Linked DNA regions of Mus musculus: region 1 is linked to region 2. A link is a contact called in public promoter capture Hi-C data. All regions are on one chromosome and are shown on one strand. The core of a region is the stretch at or near the end of the contact, and the rest is flanking DNA. Distances in the headings are between cores, read along the strand shown. Region 1 holds the start of Emc1 (ER membrane protein complex subunit 1). Region 2 holds the start of Fam43b (family with sequence similarity 43, member B).

Evidence for each region. Promoter capture Hi-C pulls out the DNA fragments that hold promoters and counts their contacts.
Region 1: a promoter capture Hi-C map of hippocampal neurons shows a contact between it and region 2, with 2.6 times the contacts expected there. The contact joins the promoter of Emc1 here to the promoter of Fam43b in region 2.

Annotation. Positions count from the first base shown.
Region 1 is chr4:139,350,372-139,354,690 of GRCm38.p6, reverse strand. Emc1 (ER membrane protein complex subunit 1) reads right to left here and starts at 2,104. Exons shown (of 24, transcript NM_146157.4): 1 at 1,974-2,104; 2 at 406-530. The coding sequence starts at 2,071. Mrto4 (mRNA turnover 4, ribosome maturation factor) reads left to right here and starts at 2,115. Exons shown (of 8, transcript NM_001290810.1): 1 at 2,115-2,422; 2 at 4,197-4,255. The coding sequence starts at 2,395.
Region 2 is chr4:138,394,447-138,398,738 of GRCm38.p6, reverse strand. It overlaps Fam43b (family with sequence similarity 43, member B), which reads left to right and starts at 2,281. Exons shown (of 1, transcript NM_001081672.2): 1 at 2,281-4,292. The coding sequence starts at 2,732. The coding sequence ends at 3,724.

The DNA of each region.
Region 1 (4,319 bases), core at 855-3,354, 960 kb before region 2:
GGTAGTCGGCTAAGGCTTCACTGCAAAACAGGATAGAATGTAGCTTCTGCAGTGCTATCTTTGTTTGTTTGTTTGTTTTTTGTTTTTTTCGAGACAGGCTTTCTCTGTGTAGCCCTGGCTGTCCTGGAACTCACTCTGTAGACCAGACTGGCCTCGAACTCAGAAATCCACCTGCCTCTGCCTCCCGAGTGCTGGGATTAAAGGCGTGTGCCACCACGCCCGGCTTGCAGTGCTATCTTAAAGGCCTTCAGGACAGAGGGAAGGAATTACAAAGGCAGTGCGACAAATTTACCCAGTGAAAGACAACAAGACTAGAGAACATAAAAAGAAGGCAAGCCACGGGTCGCTCAGATGCACCCAGTCAGCTTCCTTCCCAGAAGCCTCTGGTCTCCGCAGTTCACTCACAGATCTCTCCAGTCCGAGAATTTAACGCCGCAATCACATTCTTCTCTGTGGCCACAACCAACTTCTTGGATCCAGGGGAAAACTCCAAGGAGGCAAACTTGATCTTCCCAACATACTGCTGTCTCCTGAGGACCAGTGCAGGGGAACGTCAGGGCACGAAGACAAACTGCTGCCTCACACCAGCACATCTCCCTCAGCACACGCAAGAAGTGCGTGCTAATGAAGAGCTCCGAGCATACGCAAGAGTTCTGTGCAACGTACTCAGAAGCAAAAGAAGGCAGGAGAGAACTGCCACCATATACATGGGAGACAATACCAGTCTGCCAGCTAAATGTAACACCTACCTACTCAGGCAACACCCCAGAGTCCTCGGCCTAATTAATTTTTAGCGGCAACAGACTTCCAGGGGCACGGCTTGCACACTGTTGCAATGGGGAAATGCTGCTGTCTGAGGCACACTGATTGAGCCTGGCATTTAGATGACATCTCTCATTTAGACCACTGTGTTATTTAGCCTAGTTTGTTTTAAAGGAGCTTCTGGGGTTTGATTTTTTTTTTTTGGTTTTTCGAGACAGGGTTTCTCTGTGTGTAGCCCTGGCTGTCCTGGCACTCACTTTGTAGACCAAGCTGGCCTCGAACTCAGAAATCCACCTGCCTCTGCCTCCCGAGTGCTGGGATTAAAGGCGTGCGCCACCACGCCCGGCTTTGGGGTTTGGTTTTGTTTTAAGATTTATTTATTTATTTTATGTATGTGAGTACACTGTCACTGTCTTCAGACACACCAGAAAAGGGCATCAGATCCCATTACAGATGGCTGTGAGCCACCAAAGTCCAGATAGGCTAATGATTGTTGGGACCAGGACCCAAAATGAACACCTTTAAAAAAAATACATATGTATGTGTGTGTGTGTGTGTGTGTGTTAGTTGTCTGTCAATTTCCCCAGAAGCATACAACTGATAAGTAGCCAAATGCTTATTCAATCTGAAATAAGCACAGTCAGAAGGAAGGGGTGAGCGAACGAATGTCAGTTTGGAGAGGGAGAGGCCACACTGCACCCAGAGAGTCCCTCAGAGGAAAAGGCTCACTTTAGAACTTGTGAGACAAGTGGACTAAGTGACACCAGCTAGTTTCAGGCTTAAAGTTCACTGGGGCTAGTGACCTGGGACCCAGAAGATCACAAACCTGACAGCCACAAAATCGGACATGACAGGAAAGGAGGGAACTAGTGACCTCTGACCAAAACCCTTAAAGCCTGCCTTCACTGCGGAGCAATCTGCACCGTCACACACAGGGCGGCTTAAAGAGCTCCCTCCATGCTTAACATAAAGCTCTTGGGTTGACATCTTACGACTCTTCATATCTGAAGAGGAGACTCTCACATTGTCATTCTGCACAGGGTGCAGCATTCATTCATTCATTCACTTCTCCCTGAAAGCACCCTCCCGCACCCCCGTTAAGTTATAGTCTGGGTTCGGCTCCATAGCAAATCTCCTTCAGATTAGCAGGAGGGAGACAGATGCTGAGGAAGCAAACACCGACGTCCTGGAGAAGCGTCACCTGTACGCACCAGTCAAACTTGCCCACTTGGTCTTCGTAGACCGCGGCCGCAGGGACGAGCAGCACAGCAGCCCAGATCCAGAACCCAGACGCCACCGCGACCGCCATGATTGAAGCCCAAGCACCGCCTGCCGCCAGCCCGGCATGCACCGGGCCTCAAGCCCCTCCCTCCGCAGAGCCATAGAGAGGAACCGGTTCGCGAGGGACTTGGTGGAGTGCTCGGGACTCGGAAGCCGCCGGGACTGGAGGGACCCGGGACCTGGGCAGAGAAGTGGCCTTCAGGACACTGGGCGGAGCGCAGGCGGGGAAGAGAGGGCTCGCCACAGTTCAGGCACACGCGAGGGGCAGCCCCGAGCGCCGTCCCATAAGCCCCCGCGGCAGCCGGGTCCTAACCGGCCGCCCAGTCTTCCGCCGCACGTGCCTTTGCCGCGATGCCCAAATCCAAGCGAGACAAGAAAGGTAGGTTCGGGGGGCCTGCGTCAAGGGGGCGAGGGGGACGCGGGTGAGACGCCGGGGCCTCTCCGAGAGGCTCGGCCGGCCGAGATAGCGAGAGAGCTGGAAACTGGTCCGGGCCGACAGCAGTCGCATAGCCCAGGCTCTCCTCGAACTTGCCAACCAGGATAGTCTTACACAACTAACCTTGCTGCTTCTACCTCCCGATTGCTGGAATTACAGGCAGCATCACTAAACCAAGTACGCTCTTGTTAGGCAAACACTACCCACATAGCACTGGTCTACATCCCCTGGCATGTGCGAGCGACCGTGTGTGTTTGAGAGAGGATCTTGACGATGTAGCTCAGATTTGCTTAGGACGGTCTCATTATCTCAAGAAAATAGGGGTTTTACAGTTTCGACTACTGCATGTTTTGTTTGTCTATTTATTGCTGGGGCCTTGAACTCTTCCAACTGTCTGCCTTGGCCCCAAATACTAGGATTCCATACTGAGCCACTACATCAAGCTAGCGGGCTGGCGCTTTTGTGGGTGTTAGAAGACAAGACAGTTGAACAAAAAGGGTCCGGCTTCATCAGACTCACCACCTTAGTTAGGGGTGTGTGTCTGTCTGTCTGTCTCCTATACCCCTGTCAAGTCAGTATAATGTGTCAGGTAGTCCAAGTGGAGTATGGAGCAGGTGGGAGTGATAGTGTTTTGCATAATGTTGTCAGGAAAACTCTCAGCGGTTAGAGAAGGTCGTTTGGAATAGAGGGAACACAAAATGAAAGGGGTCTGTGGTGTGATTAACATATTGTGGGACAGCCAGTGTGGCCATAGTGAACAAAGTGGGCTTAGAGGAAAAGACCCAGCCTTTGGTGTGGCTTTGCTTTGAAAGGGTCCCTTGATAGCACAGAGAATATGAAGGCAGCAAGGCCAGCAACCACCTGCAGCATGCTAAGTCGCACCAGAATCCTAGCGGTGGAGAGTCCGGGAATGACTGGCTGGGTGTGACTGTGTGCCTTGTAAAGAGGGACTGTGAGTGGCAGGCAGGGTAGATGAATGGGCCATATCGGCTCCTGGGGACACCCAGGGCATTATAGCTGATGTTTTAGTAAGTTCTTATAGAGTCGTTAGGGTCTGGAAGGAGCCCTGGACAGATGTAAGCAAAGGCCGGGAACTCTTGGGAGTAGGACAGATAGAGCCTGGGTCACTTTTCAGTAGAGGTTGTGTCCCCCATCTGCCCTCTCCCCAGCGTTGCTGTAGTCTTGGGTTCAGATTACAAAAATGAAGTGTAGGTATATAACAGAATAGGAAAGATAAGGTCCCAACAGGATGACGTGGTACATGCCTGGAATCCCTCCACTTAGGAGACAGAAGTAAGGAACTGTATCTTGAGTTTAAGGCCAGCCTAAACAGCTTTGTAGCAAGATTGTGGTTTTTACAAAAGGAAGAGTTGGTCCCTGTCATTCCATAGCCCCACCTTGGCCAGCAGGTTGGGAATCCCACAGACAGCGCTCTATCCGCAGGAATATTGAGTATGGTAATACTGCAATAAATGCAACAGTCGGCCCAAGGAACTAAGGGCACTTTGTTTATGGCAGGGGATGTATTTAGGGATCTTAGGGTCCAAGATTGCTAGGAAAGCAAACGCTCTGTCAGCCTTGAATGCCAGGAATGACTGTCCATTGCTGCCTCTGTCACACTGGCTTAGTTTAGCCAAGCCTCCAAAGAGGGAAGCAGAATTAGTCTCCAGAGCATCCACACTCACAGTTGCCACCATCTCTTTTTCTTGGTTTTTAGTTTCTTTAACAAAAACTGCCAAGAAAGGCTTGGAACTGAAGCAGAACCTGATAGAAGAGGTAAGTGCTTGCTTGTTCCTGTGTGTGTGTGTGTGTGTGTGTGTGTGTGTGTGTGTGTGTGTGT
Region 2 (4,292 bases), core at 1,032-3,531:
AAATCTTTGGGCCGGAGCAAGCAGAGACTGAGCGAGCAGAGCAAGCAGAGCAAGCAGGGTTAATTGGAGCAAGCAAAGGTCCTAAAATCCAACTCCCAACAACCACATGAAGGCTCACAACCATCTGTACAGCTACAGTGTACTCACGTACATAAAATAAAGAAATACATCTTAAAAAGAAAAAAAAGTATTTTTTTCTTTTCCTTCAAAGCATTGCATTTGCTGTGATTCCATATGGTCCCAGATGGGCAGGCACATCCTGGAATATTTTTTAAAGGCAGCAGGAACAGAAGCCACACCCATGGCACAAAGGAAGCCGAGCCCGGCTGGGAATGGAAGGGGCATTCTCCATGTGCAGCCTCTTCTTGCAATTCCTCCATCTTAAGGTCTCTGGCAGGCAGGAGCTGCCAGACAAAAGGCAGATGATATTTGGAGCATTCTTTCTTCTATTTTCTTATCTTGCTCCCACCTACACTCCCCCCCCCCCGAAACAGGGTCTCTCTATGTAGCCCTGGCTGGCTTAGGACTCACATAGATCTGCTTGCCTCTGCTTCCCAAGTGCTGAGATTAAAGACTTGTGTCTCTATAGTCGATTAACACAGCCTCACCCCCCACCCAAAAAAAAAAAAAAAAAACCCAAAACCAAAATAAGTGTTTTTCAGCCAGGAATGGTGCTGGCTACCTTAAATCCCAGTTTTTAGAGTTTTGTGTTCTGGGGCAGCTGGCTTTAGAAAGAGAACTCCAGGTCAGACAGGACTACATAGTAAGTCCTGCCTCAAGACAAAGCAATACAACAACAAGCTGTTGCTTATCAGTAATTCATGTCAATTAAGCCTTTTTTTAAAAAAAGATTCATTTATTTTATTTATACGAATACACTGTAGCTTTCTTCAGACACACCAGAAGAAGGCATCAGATCCCATTACAGATGGTTGTGAGTCACCATGTGGTTGCTGGGAATTGAACTCAGGACCTCTGGGAGAGCAGTCGGTGCTCTTCACCACTGAGCCATCACTCCAGCACCTTTTTTTTTTTTTTGGTTTTTCGAGACAAGGTCTCTCTGTGTAGCCCTGGCTGTCCTGGAACTCACTTTGTAGACCAGGCTGGCCTCGAACTCAGAAATCCTCCTGCCTCTGCCTCCCAAGTGCTGGGATTAAAGGTGTGTACCACCACGCCCAGCTCAGGACCCAACTTTTAACTCGTGTTGGCAATAGAGAGCCTTAAAGCCGTGGGACCTGGGGCCCACATAAGAACAGTCCAGGAAGTCTGGAAGCCTGAGGCTTAAACTCAGAGAACTAACTGTGTGTCCTGACATAGGGCTGGTTTTTGTTTGTTTGGTTGGTTTGGTTTTGGTTTGTTTTTTCAGGACTCTAGAGCCCCTCCCCAGAGGATGGAGACAAGTGCCTGGACTCTATGCAGAATGGCCAAAGGTTGGAGGGAAGAGAGAAGGCGAGGGCCAGCTCTGGGGTCACTAGGTTCTGAGTGACCCATCTCCTTCCAACCACATGAGCCTGAACTGCCTTGTCTGAAGGATTTGAGGAGATCGCGAATGCCAAGCACTTGGGAACTCCAAAGTCGGTCTCTGCAGATAGGACATTATCTGTCTAATCTTCAAAGAGCCAGAGGCTGCACTGTGACCAGAGGGAGAGCTTCCCTGCTGCAGTTCCCACAAGTCTCAGGTCTGCTCTGGAAACCCTTTCCCACCATCAAGAATCTTCTCCCCTATTCTGTCCTGACCACCAGCGGTTGCTGGTGTGGTGGTGTGACCGACCAGTCAGTCTCTCAGCTCAGGGGAAGCGGCCTAGTCCACGACCTTGGAGGAACCTGGGAGAAAGCTTCACTAAAAGACAGTACTTTTCCACTGCTCTGCTCTCGGCCACCTCAGCTGGCTTTATGCTGTGCACAGAAGAGGCAAAGGGCACCAAACCCCAGCAGGAACCCACCCCAAATCTCTGCTTTCAGAGAGGAGAGATGCGGGTAGGAACGCTCTGTGGGTGAGGGACAGCAGGCGGGAACCCTAGAAAGAGAAGGGGCTCTCCCTGGGAACTCGGAGTCCACCAGTGAAGCTGGAGAAATTTACATTCGTAAATCCCTCCGCAATATTTTAGGGGATTCCCGTTCCTTCGCTGCCCCTCTATTCTTCATCCTTCCAATGATAAAGCTTAAAACAGTTCCAACGCGCCTGTGCTGGGTCTTGGGAAGCGCGAGTCTGCGCGGAGGGGGCGGGGGAGAGGGAGGGGACAAGAGAGCTAGCGGTACCGCCCGGTGATGCAGGCAGCCAAGGGAGGTGGAGTCGCGACGCCTGAAGGAGTCCCCACCGCAGCGGTGCTCTTGGTCCACCTCATCCAGCAACCACCAGACCCTGCTCTAAAGACGTCCCTGCCACTGACTCGGCGGCAGGGACAGTGGCAATCGCCCCTATAGTCGGGCCTTGGGGACATTTATTGCTCCAAACCCTGTCCCTCCTTGCTTCCCAGACGGCTGGAGTCATTCCTGGGGGAAGCTGCTCCGAGCCGATCAAGCAGCCGCACGGGCATCTCAGCGGACAGCCTGGCTGGGCACCGGGCATCTGCGAAGCCAGCCCCGCCGGATACTGGGCATCTCTCACAAGGACTGTCTTCGGCCGCCGCCCAGCTTGTCGCAAGTCCTGGGCGGTGGGCTTCTGAGCGCCTTTGGCCTTTCCAGGACCCAAGTGAGCTTCCCCGCGCTCCCTGCCCTTTGGGCCGCCGCGATGCTGCCCTGGAGACGGAACAAATTCGTGCTAGTGGAGGACGAGGCCAAGCGCAAGGCGAAGAGCCTGAGCCCCGGGCTCGCCTACACGTCGCTGCTCTCCAGCTTCCTGCGCTCCTGCCCGGACCTGCTACCGGACTGGCCGCTGGAGCGTCTGGGCCGCGTGTTCCGCAGCCGGCGCCAGAAAGTGGAGCTTAACAAGGAGGACCCCACCTACACCGTGTGGTACCTGGGCAACGCCGTCACCCTGCATGCCAAGGGCGACGGCTGCACCGACGACGCTGTGGGCAGGATTTGGGCGCGCTGCGGGCCGGGAGGGGGCACGAAGATGAAACTGACCCTGGGTCCGCACGGCATCCGCATGCAGCCGAGCGAACGCAGCTCCGGGGCTTCGGGGGGCCGCAGACCGGCGCACGCCTACCTGCTGCCGCGCATCACCTACTGCGCGGCGGATGGGCGCCACCCGCGAGTCTTCACCTGGGTCTACCGCCACCAGGCACGCCACAAGGCCGTGGTGCTGCGCTGCCACGCTGTGTTGCTGGCGCGGGCGCACAAGGCGCGCTCCCTGGCCCGCCTGCTCCACCAGACTGCGCTGGCGGCCTTCAGCGACTTCAAGCGGCTGCAGCGCCAGAGCGATGCGCGCCACGTGCGCCAGCAGCATCTCCGTGCGGGGGGCGCCGCCGCCTCGGTACCCCGGGCTCCATTGCGCCGCCTGCTCAACGCCAAGTGCGCTTACCGGCCTCCGCCGGGCGAGCGCGGTCGCGGAGCTCCGCGGCTCAGCAGCATCCAGGAGGAGGATGAGGAGGAGGATGCGGAGGAGGAGGACACCCGGGATAGCGAGGAAGGAGCCCTGCAGCGCGAACGGCCCGAGGTGCTCAGCCTGGCCCGGGAGCTGAGGACGTGCAGCCTGCGGGGTGCCCCGGCACCTCCGCCACCAGCGCAGCCCCGCCGCTGGAAAGCCGGCTCCAGGGAGCGGGCGGGCCAGGCGCGCTGAGAGCGCAGGGCTAGGACTCGGGGCCCTAGACCCGGCCCAGGAGACTGACCTGGAGTTCAATTCGGTCCTGCCCGCTTCCGCCCCCCTGGTCCCTGGCCTGCAGCCCTCGCGGTCACTGTAATGGTCGCCTTGCTCCTCATCCTAGCTCAGGGTGAAGTAGGATATGCCCTTAATTTTTGGGGGGTGGAGAGGAGTCCATACGTCCCCACACTGGGAGTTTCCCTGGCCTACCACTGTGGAATTGCCCCCCAACGCTATATGCCAAGTCTCTGCCCACAGATGAACCAACCTGCTCTTGTCCCAAAACGGCCTCTTAGGAGAAAGGGAACCCCTGGGGGGGGGGTTGTACCCACGACCCAGTCTAGGTTAGGAGTAATGACCCTGCCCTTGGTCTCTTATTCCTTATGATAAGAACCACCCTTGAGAGATTTCAGATAAGGAAGTGTGGTGGTTGGTTGGGGAGAACTGAGGCCAGCCCCACGGAGGGCTCCCGTACACACAGGGACAATTACTACACCTCTAAAGGAGACTGAGATGGGCCTGTCTACATGCAAAAGACAGAGTGCGA